3 separate regions of the Pan troglodytes genome follow, and all the other regions are linked to region 1. The links are chromatin contacts, called in public Hi-C and HiChIP or PLAC-seq maps. All regions are on one chromosome and are shown on one strand. Each heading gives the region's core, a stretch centred on a gene start, on an enhancer-like site or on the middle of the called end of the contact. The rest is flanking DNA. Distances are from core to core; before and after follow the strand shown. Region 1 holds the start of RAPGEF1 (Rap guanine nucleotide exchange factor 1). Region 2 holds the start of UCK1 (uridine-cytidine kinase 1). Region 3 overlaps RAPGEF1 (Rap guanine nucleotide exchange factor 1).

Region 1 (2,704 bases), core at 87-2,586:
GCCCGGCCACGACTTTTAATGAACTCATTTCCACACTAGAAAAGTTCCACAGCTGAGCCCCAGGGTGCCCTTCTGGGTGTCAAATAAGCAGGGCAGGCAGGGTGTGCTGTGTCCCTGAGGGAGTTGGGCCCAGGCCAGCATGGAGGCTCTAGGCCTCAGGGGACATTTAGGCCTGAGTAGGGCCAACCCCAGCCCGGGACAGGTGGCTCTCGCTGGCAGGGTGACTGAGTCCCACATGCAGGGCTGGGGTGGAGAATGAATCCTCCGTCTTGGCATAGGCCTTGGGCCAGCAGAGGGCTTTCATGCCAGAGTGGACTCATTCCCCAGCTGGAGCCTCTGGGCTGGCAGGAGGTGCTATGAGGCCACTCCCAGGCCCTGGTGTGGGGTCTCCAATTAAGAAGGGGGTGCGGGCAGGGTGCAGTGGTTCACACCTGTAATCCCAGCACTTTGGGAGGCCAAGGTGGGTGGATCATGAGGTCAGAAGATCGAGACCAGCCTGGCCAACATGGCGAAACCCCGTTTCTACTAAAAATACAAAAATTAGCTGGGCATGGTGGCATGTGCCTGTAATCCCAGCTACTCAGGAGGCTGAGGCAGGAGAATTGCTTGAACCCGGGAGGCAGAGGTTGCAGTGAGTCGAGATCGCGCCACTGCTCTCCAGCCTGGCGACAAAGCGAGACTCGGTCTCAAAAACAAAAAACAAAACAAAAAAAAGGGGGTGCTGCATCTCTGGTTTGGGGGAGGTCAGGACAGGCTCCCAGCCAGCAGAGCTCGTTGAGTCCTGGTGACAGTGAGTTCTAGGCCCTGGTGTGGAGCCTCTGGCCCACAGGGGATGCTGGGTCCGGGATGATGCTAGGGTGGGGTGGGCGTCAGTTCCACGTCCTGGGGTGGAAAATCTGACCCAGGAGGGTTCTCTGTGTCTCTGGTGAGGGGGCAGGCCAGGCTCTTGGGCAACCGAGGACCCTGGGTTGGAGCTGTCAGTCCCAGGTCTGGAGCTGGTGACTCTGGTCCCACAGCAGAGGAATGCGGAGTCCCAGGCGGGGTCGGCCCCACACCCCAGGCCCCAGGCCCCAGGCCCCTGCGTGGGGACTCCGGCTCGGCAGGGGGCGCTGCGTCTCGCGCGTCGCGCGGGAGGCTCGAGCGGCTCCGGGCCCACAGGGGGCGCTGTGGCGGCGCGGCGGGCGCCCGGCAGGTGGCGCTGTGGCCGTGGCCGCGGCCGAGGCCCGGCGGGCGGGCGGGCGGCGTCGCTGCGCTGCGGCCGGCTCGCGGGCCGGGGGAGCGGCGGCGGGCGCGCGGGAGGCGGAGCGGCGGCGGCGGGCGCGGCGGGAGCGGCTGGGCCCGGGCGGGCTGGAGCGCGGTCGCCGAGCGCAGGGCCGCGGCCGCGCGGAGCCCGCCATGCCGGCGCGGGTCTGAGGCGTGGCGAGCCAGGGCCGAGGCGAGCGGCGGGCGCGCCGCCCCTGTCGCCCCGCGGCGGCCCGGCCCGGGCCCGATGAGCGGCGGCCTCGGCCTCCGGCGCAGCCCGGAAATGTCCGGCAAGATCGAGAAAGCAGGTGAGGCGCGGGCGTGGGGCGGCTCCCTCCGGCCGGGCCCGGCCCTGGGGCTCCGCCGCTCCCCGGGCCGAGCGCGGGTCGCCCGGGATGTGCGGCCCTGCGTGCGCCGGGGCGGGGTGAAGCCACCGAGGCCTCGCCGGGGCGCCTGGCAGCTTCTCCTCCAGGCCCATTGCCTGCCGGGCGCGGGGGGAAGCGGCCGCTGCGGGGGCGCCAGGGGCCGGGCCGGGCGGGGCCCCTGCAACCCGGGGCCGGGCGCGCTAGCCGCTCCGCGGTCCCCGGGAACTTCCGAAAATGGCTCGAGCCCCAGGCAGGGGAAGAACAGCCCGGGCCGCGTGCTGCTGCGGCTGCAGCGCTCGGTGCCCGGCCTGGGCTCGGCGCTAGGAAGGTGAACCCAGCTGAGCTGTAAAATGTGTCATTTCTAACGAGCTTCGAGTTTAACGAGAAGCGTCCACTTCGGTTGCTTCAAAGGAAGCAGGCTGGATGAGTGGGGGTATTTTGAGGAGGTAGTCAAGTTTCCCCTCCCCACCCCGATCAAGCTCAGCTCTGCAAGGAGGGCAGGTGGGGGACCGGTGGGTTGGAGTAGATGGTAAATCTTGATGCAGACCTCGTCTCTTTGTGTGTTCCTAGAAATCTGGGGGAGTTACCTTCCGAGTCCCTGGGTTTGCCTGTCCTGGAAATAGAGTCTCCAAAGATTCAATGACTGTCGAGCCTGTGGGGCCCCAGGCTTTATTAGCCTGCAGCACCTTGCAGGGCAAATGCGAATTCTTGGGTCTAAGGTGAAGTGGGCGGGTGCTCCTGGGCTCCTGTACTGGGAGCATGCCCTGTGGTCATAACCCAGGTACCAGGTTAGCTTGGCGGCTGAATGAGGGAAAGCAGATTTTTAGGGAGCTGCAAAGGAGGTCTGTGGCTTTGATTGTGGAAGTTGCTTATGTTTCCTGGGTTGAAGCTGGGATACTTCTGTGGGGTGCACCCCTGCAGCGGACCCACGAGGCAATATGACTTTTGCAGGCTGTGGTTGAAGCACAGAAGGACATTTTTGTAGGCTTTATTGAGGGTTTACTATATATCTAACTCTTAGCACCTAAAATGCATTCCTTCTTAAATTTTTGAAGCTAGTCAGTGGGAAAGAATATGGTCCCAGTTTTACAGGCTCA
Region 2 (2,704 bases), core at 86-2,585, 210 kb after region 1:
AATTGGCTAGTTTGAGTAATTCTAGCAGGCTCTGGGCTGCAGAGTGGTCTCTAGTCACCTGATACCTGGCCCTGGGTGACTTAGGGCAGGGAGAATCTTGCCTCCAAGGGCGAGAATTAGATAAGGAGGTGGCTGGGGCTGTAGACTTGGGGTCTTTTTTTTTTTTGAGACAGAGTCTCACTCTTTCCCCCAGGCTGGAGTGCAGTAGCGTGATCTTGGCTCACTGCAAGCTCCACCTCCCCGGGTTCACACCATTCTCCTGCCTCAGCCTCCCGAGTAGCTGGGACCACAGGCGCCCGCCACCATGCCCGGCTAATTTTTTGTATTTTTAGTACAGACAGGGTTTCACCATGTTAGCCAGGATGGTCTCGATCTCCTGACCTCGTGATCCACCCGCCTCGGCCTCCCAAAGTGCTGGGATTACAGGTGTGAGCCACCGCGTCCGCCCGAGGTTGTCTGTTTTGTATATGAAAAGCATGCTCTGCCCCGGGCCTTAGCTATCTCTCTCTCTTTTTTATTTTTGAGACGGAGTCTTGCTCTGTGGCCCAGGCGGGAGTGCAGTGGCACCACCTCGGCTCACTGCAACCTCCACCTCCCGGGTTCAAGCGATTCTCCTGCCTCAGCCTCCCAAGTAGCTGGGATTACAGGCGCCCGCCACCACGCCCAGCTGATTTTTTGCATTTTTAGTAGAGGCGGGGTTTCACCGTGTTCGCCAGGATGGTCTCGATCTCCTGACCTCGTGATCTACCCGCCTCAGCCTCCCAAAGTGTTGGGATTACAGGCGTGAGCCACCGCGCCCGGCTGGAAATCCATAATTTCAATGGATCAGAATTTGCCTGTCACGTTCTCTGTGCCAGGCACGGAGCGGGGGGGCGGCAGGGATGGAACCCGGCACATGGGCCTCTGCCTCCTTGGCGCGCTGTAGGCGCGAGCCTAAAGTCATCAGGCGACAGCCCCCGCCACGTTCCGGGGCGCCCCGACGGCTCCAGCAGCGGGTGGGGTGGGAGGTGTCCGGACAGTCCGGAGGCCTCGATGGCCAAGAGGAGCCTGGGCTGGAGGGGGCCAGGCCCGGGGGCGGCCGGGGGAGGGCCCGGGACTGGCGCAGAAGCAGCGCGAGGCAGAGGCAAGCACTCGGACCAAGGCGCAGCCCCAGCCTCGGGGTGCGGAACGGGCACCTTCCGGGCCACTTGAGTCTGAGACCTTGTAGCCGGCTCGAGGCCGGGGCGCAGCAGTCCCTGCCAGCCAGCTTTCGGCGCAATGGGACGCGGGCGCTCCTGGTGTGCCGGCCTCGGGCCCTGCACCCTCACGCATGCGCGCCCCCCCCCCCCGTGGACTACAACTCCCGGCGTGCCCCGCGCGCCTCCCGGAAGTGATCGCTCCGGTCGCCTCCGACCTCGGCGCTGGGCGGGCGCGCCGGGCCTGGGGAAGGGGCGGGTGCGGGGACCCGATGCGCGGGAGCGGAGGCCGAGATGGCTTCGGCGGGAGGCGAAGACTGCGAGAGCCCCGCGCCGGAGGCCGACCGTCCGCACCAGCGGCCCTTCCTGATAGGGGTGAGCGGCGGCACTGCCAGCGGGAAGGTAAGGGGCCGAGCGGGCCGGGGTCTCGCCTCTCGCCGGTGCCTACGGGCGGCCCGGTCCAGAGAGGAGACCCCAGCCCCGGCCGAGGGGCCCCCTGCCAGGCAGGGGCAGGGCGCGGGAGCGAAGGGGCTGCGGGCCGCGATGGGCCGGGGCGGGCGAGGGGTTGGGGCGCTGGGCCTCGGGGCTCCCCCACAGCCTCTCCGCCGGCCGGGCTCCTCGGAGCCCCAAGTCCGTGCTAACCCCGTTGGGCCCCCGCGGCCCTTCCGCTGAGACCATCCACACCTGTTGGTGTCCTCCCGCCTTCCGAGCATACCCCCCAGGGGACGGGTGGGTCAGTGTCTCCAGAAGCCGGCCCCGTGCCTGTCACAGGACGAGCCGTTCCAGGCGGGAATCCCGCTTCTGTGTCTCCAGTCGACCGTGTGTGAGAAGATCATGGAGTTGCTGGGACAGAACGAGGTGGAACAGCGGCAGCGGAAGGTGGTCATCCTGAGCCAGGACAGGTTCTACAAGGTCCTGACGGCAGAGCAGAAGGCCAAGGCCTTGAAAGGACAGTACAATTTTGACCACCCAGGTAAATCGCGAGCCCAACGGTGTGGGGAGGGCAGACCCCATTCTGGGCGGCCGCTAACCAGCTGCGCTTGGGCCCAAGATTGGATGGATGCAGACCCGCTTGGGCTGTTCCCCACAACTCGCCATGCAGCCTGCAGTGGAGTTGGCCGCACAGTGAAGTCAGGGGAACTTTGCTGAGTTCTCTGGGCCCTGAGTGTCCCCCCCAGGAGCGTGGTTGGAGCCAGTCAGGAAGCCTGTTGCACTGTGGGGAGCCCTGCCCTGCCCTGCCACAACTGTGATCCTGGAGAAATCCTCCCATCTTCCCTTCCCACGTTGGGGCCTTTAGGGCCCTCCACACACACCTCTGCCCACTGTGCCCTCCCGTGCTTTGGGGCAAAGTCCTCAGAGAGGCCAGTGTGGGAGGCGGTAGGTAAACTAGCGCTGGTGGCCTGAAGCTCCGGGCCAGGTAAACAGGGGCAGATGCGGCAGGGAGACACCTGCCACTGCTAGAAGATTCCACCCTGGCTGGCCGGCATGGTCAGCCTTTTCCCAAGGACTTGTGGGAAGAAGGCCTGCAA
Region 3 (2,704 bases), core at 132-2,631, 130 kb after region 1:
GAGGCTGAGGCAGGAGAATCGGTTGAACCCAGGAGGTTGAGGCTACAGTGAGCCATGACCGCATCACTGCACTCCAACCTGGGTGACAGAGCGAGACCCTGTCTCAAAAAAAGAAAGGAAGAAAAAGATGTTTCCTGCTTTCTTGCTAAGGCAACACAGAGCCCATCCCTAGTCCTCTTTCCATGCCAGGACTATAATAGAGAGAAGGTGTCACCAAAAACTAGTGCCTTTTCTAAGTATTTTACTTGTGAGAAAAAAAACTGGTGCCTGGCCAGCTTCAGGCAGCTTTGCCTTTTAATGAATTGGCCACACGCTCACATATGAGGTCATCAGCCTCCAGCATCGTTTCGACTCCGGGGCCCAGTGGCTTTCAGGGGTGTGTTTCCAAAGGAGTTGGTTACTGATTCCACCTTTTCCCTGCCTGTCCTGCCACACTCTGGCCAGTGCACCCCTCTCTGCATCCTGGCTTATGGATCAAGTCTCAGCTTACTGGGCTTTGCATGCCTGGTGTCACAAAGCACTCAGCTGAGGAACTCTGCAGATTTGGTAAGGCTGTACCCTGCAGAGCTGTGGGATTGCAATGGTTAGGGCCTGTCTCGTCCAGGATACACCTCAGTATTTCAGAAAACACGAACTGATTGTGATATCAGTCATACCCACGCAACATCTTGCCAGCTGTGTTATTAGGCATGTGGTCTCCCCTCCCAGCCTCAGTATTTTCATCAGTAATAAGAACAGTAAGGCACTGTGTGTAGGTTAATTGAGATGATCCGTGCAACATTTCATCTGCCTAGCAGGAAGCATGAGGTAGGAATAGTTGTTCTCGTCCTCATGAGGCAGTCCCTGCTGTGTTTCGACTGGCTATGTGACCAGGGCTGACATTGGGGGCCAGGCACCCCTCTCCTAACTGGCACCCCTAGATCTTGTGCAGAAGTTTGCAAGTCTCAGACAGGCAGCCCTTCCCGTTCTAAAATCCTCAGCCCAAACAGTCTTATTCTGGCTATAAATAAAAGTTCCTGCTGCACAGAGAGCAGCAGCTCGTCAGAAGCAAACCCCGGCACGAGCCAGATCCTAAAATAAACTCCAGGCTGTGATGAGGCGGCGTTTCTGTGGAATGGCCCGCCCTGCCTTTCTCTCTGCCCCTGTGGGTAAGCGTGATCATAAGGGGCTGGAAGTATTGCTCTGGGGAATCGGTAGAGATGGGGGCCTGTTGTAAATGGTGTGACCATGAGCCCTGATGCAGCTCCTGGCATCTGCAGAGCCCAAGGGGCACAGCAAGGGCTTCATGGTGATCAGAAGGTTTTCCCTGTGTCTCCCTGCCCCGTGAAGGTACCTTTCCAGTTTGGCTCTTGTCCCAGCACGACTGCATAGCTTGAATACCAGAACGTGAGCTCACAGCTGCAGAGGCAGAGGCAGAGCAGGCCAGGCCCCTTTGTCCAAGAGAGGCCGACTCTCCTTGCTTTCTCCTTGCTAGCTGCCCCCTCCTTGGCAGCCCACACCCCTGGTCATTTCCCTGAGCCTCCCTCCCCAGTGTCTGGACCTGAACCCATGCAGTGGGTGAAGTTTGTCTCTTACCCATCCACACTCAAAACTGAGACGCTGCTGTGAGTCAGGTAATATTCTAGACACCTTAATACAGTGCCTAGACTATGTATTAGGTGCCTACTAAAATACGTATCAGCAAATATGTATTAGGCCCCTACTGAATGCCCCAGTACTGTTATTTAGGGCAGTTCCTGGATTGTTGGGAGGGCAGGAGAGGACGGCTGCTGCTGGCGGAGAGGTCGTCCGCACCAGCACCATGCAGAGGACTTGCACGCAGCGCTCTGCGTCTCGCGGAACGTCGCAGAAACCTTATGGGGGAGGGGCTATTGTTTTCATCCCCGTTTTAAAGATGAACAGCTTGAGCTGAGGCTCAAGAACTTCAGTCACTTGTACTAGGGCACACAAGCAGAGATGCCATGAGGGGCAACTGGAGACCTTGCAGTCAGCCGCTGCCCTGTGCCGTCTCCCGGAAGAGGCACCACGCTGTGGGAGTCTGCCCCTCACCTTGTTGAATTAAAACCGGCTAAACACACCATGTGATTGGTTAGGAAGACACTTCTCCAACTTGGTACAGTTTGTGATGACACAAAAGCCATTTGTGTATGTGTAAATCAGGTGCTGAGTTATTGCAGGGCACATGGAAGCACAAAGTGACTTTACATGGGGGCGCCGATGAGGCTATTTCAAGACTCCAGAAGGAGTCAGCGCGGAACATGACTCCTTAAACTAGGCAGCAGCAAGGCAAGGTGAGGGGGATCTGTTTAGCAAATCTCGTGGCAGTGTCTGGGCATTGGGAATGAACATCTGGCAGATCTGAGAATTGGGGCTGCAAAAGATTGAGCCACTCCCTGAAACAGTCATGCAAGGGTTCCCTGAAGGCAGCCCCCCCAGCAGCACGCCGTCCCACCCCTCAGCCAGTGCATCCCGCTTGCTGTCTTCTCTGTGGACTTTCCCAGCCAGTAAGGGAGGCTTGCTGTGTGCAGGCATCCTCCAGAGATCGATGGAAAACCCAGAAAGCCAAGCCCTTCACCCCACTGCCATCCCAGGAAGGCCCAGAGCGAGCTCCCAGGCCTGCAGCGCCATCCTGGGTAATTGCTGTGAAATGTTGAAGTGTTGCGTGGAGCCTGCTGTGAGGGTGTAGGTGAGGGCGGCAAGCCAG

The links. A called contact is a pair of places that touch in the nucleus more often than the background predicts. HiChIP or PLAC-seq counts read pairs in DNA pulled down with a chosen protein or histone mark.
Region 2: a contact with region 1 is called in an H3K4me3 HiChIP or PLAC-seq map of stem cell-derived excitatory neurons, with 6 times the contacts expected there. The contact joins the promoter of UCK1 here to the promoter of RAPGEF1 in region 1. A contact is called at or near these places in 1 of 7 Hi-C or Micro-C datasets (stem cell-derived neural progenitor cells) and 1 of 1 datasets of contacts at active chromatin or transcription factors (stem cell-derived excitatory neurons).
Region 3: a contact with region 1 is called in a Hi-C map of stem cell-derived neural progenitor cells, with 3 times the contacts expected there. The contact joins the enhancer-like site here to the promoter of RAPGEF1 in region 1. A contact is called at or near these places in 5 of 7 Hi-C or Micro-C datasets (blood, induced pluripotent stem cells, a lymphoblastoid cell line and 1 more), 1 of 1 datasets of contacts at active chromatin or transcription factors (stem cell-derived excitatory neurons) and 1 of 1 other capture datasets (stem cell-derived neural stem cells).

Annotation. Positions count from the first base shown.
Region 1 is chr11:6,718,051-6,720,754 of NHGRI_mPanTro3-v2.0_pri, forward strand. It overlaps RAPGEF1 (Rap guanine nucleotide exchange factor 1), which reads left to right and starts at 1,337. Exons shown (of 27, transcript XM_063788135.1): 1 at 1,337-1,550. The coding sequence starts at 1,490.
Region 2 is chr11:6,925,714-6,928,417 of NHGRI_mPanTro3-v2.0_pri, forward strand. It overlaps UCK1 (uridine-cytidine kinase 1), which reads left to right and starts at 1,336. Exons shown (of 7, transcript XM_016961902.4): 1 at 1,336-1,577; 2 at 1,989-2,148. The coding sequence starts at 1,470.
Region 3 is chr11:6,849,135-6,851,838 of NHGRI_mPanTro3-v2.0_pri, forward strand. The region is part of intron 12 of RAPGEF1 (Rap guanine nucleotide exchange factor 1); the gene reads left to right. Among named protein-coding and RNA genes, the nearest start is that of PRRT1B, 54 kb to the right of the region's middle. Within about 2 kb of position 1,382, at least 9 of the 24 cell types and tissues checked have an H3K27ac peak or open chromatin away from gene starts, as enhancers often do. A contact at or near this core is called in induced pluripotent stem cells, stem cell-derived neural progenitor cells and stem cell-derived neural stem cells, where this site is marked.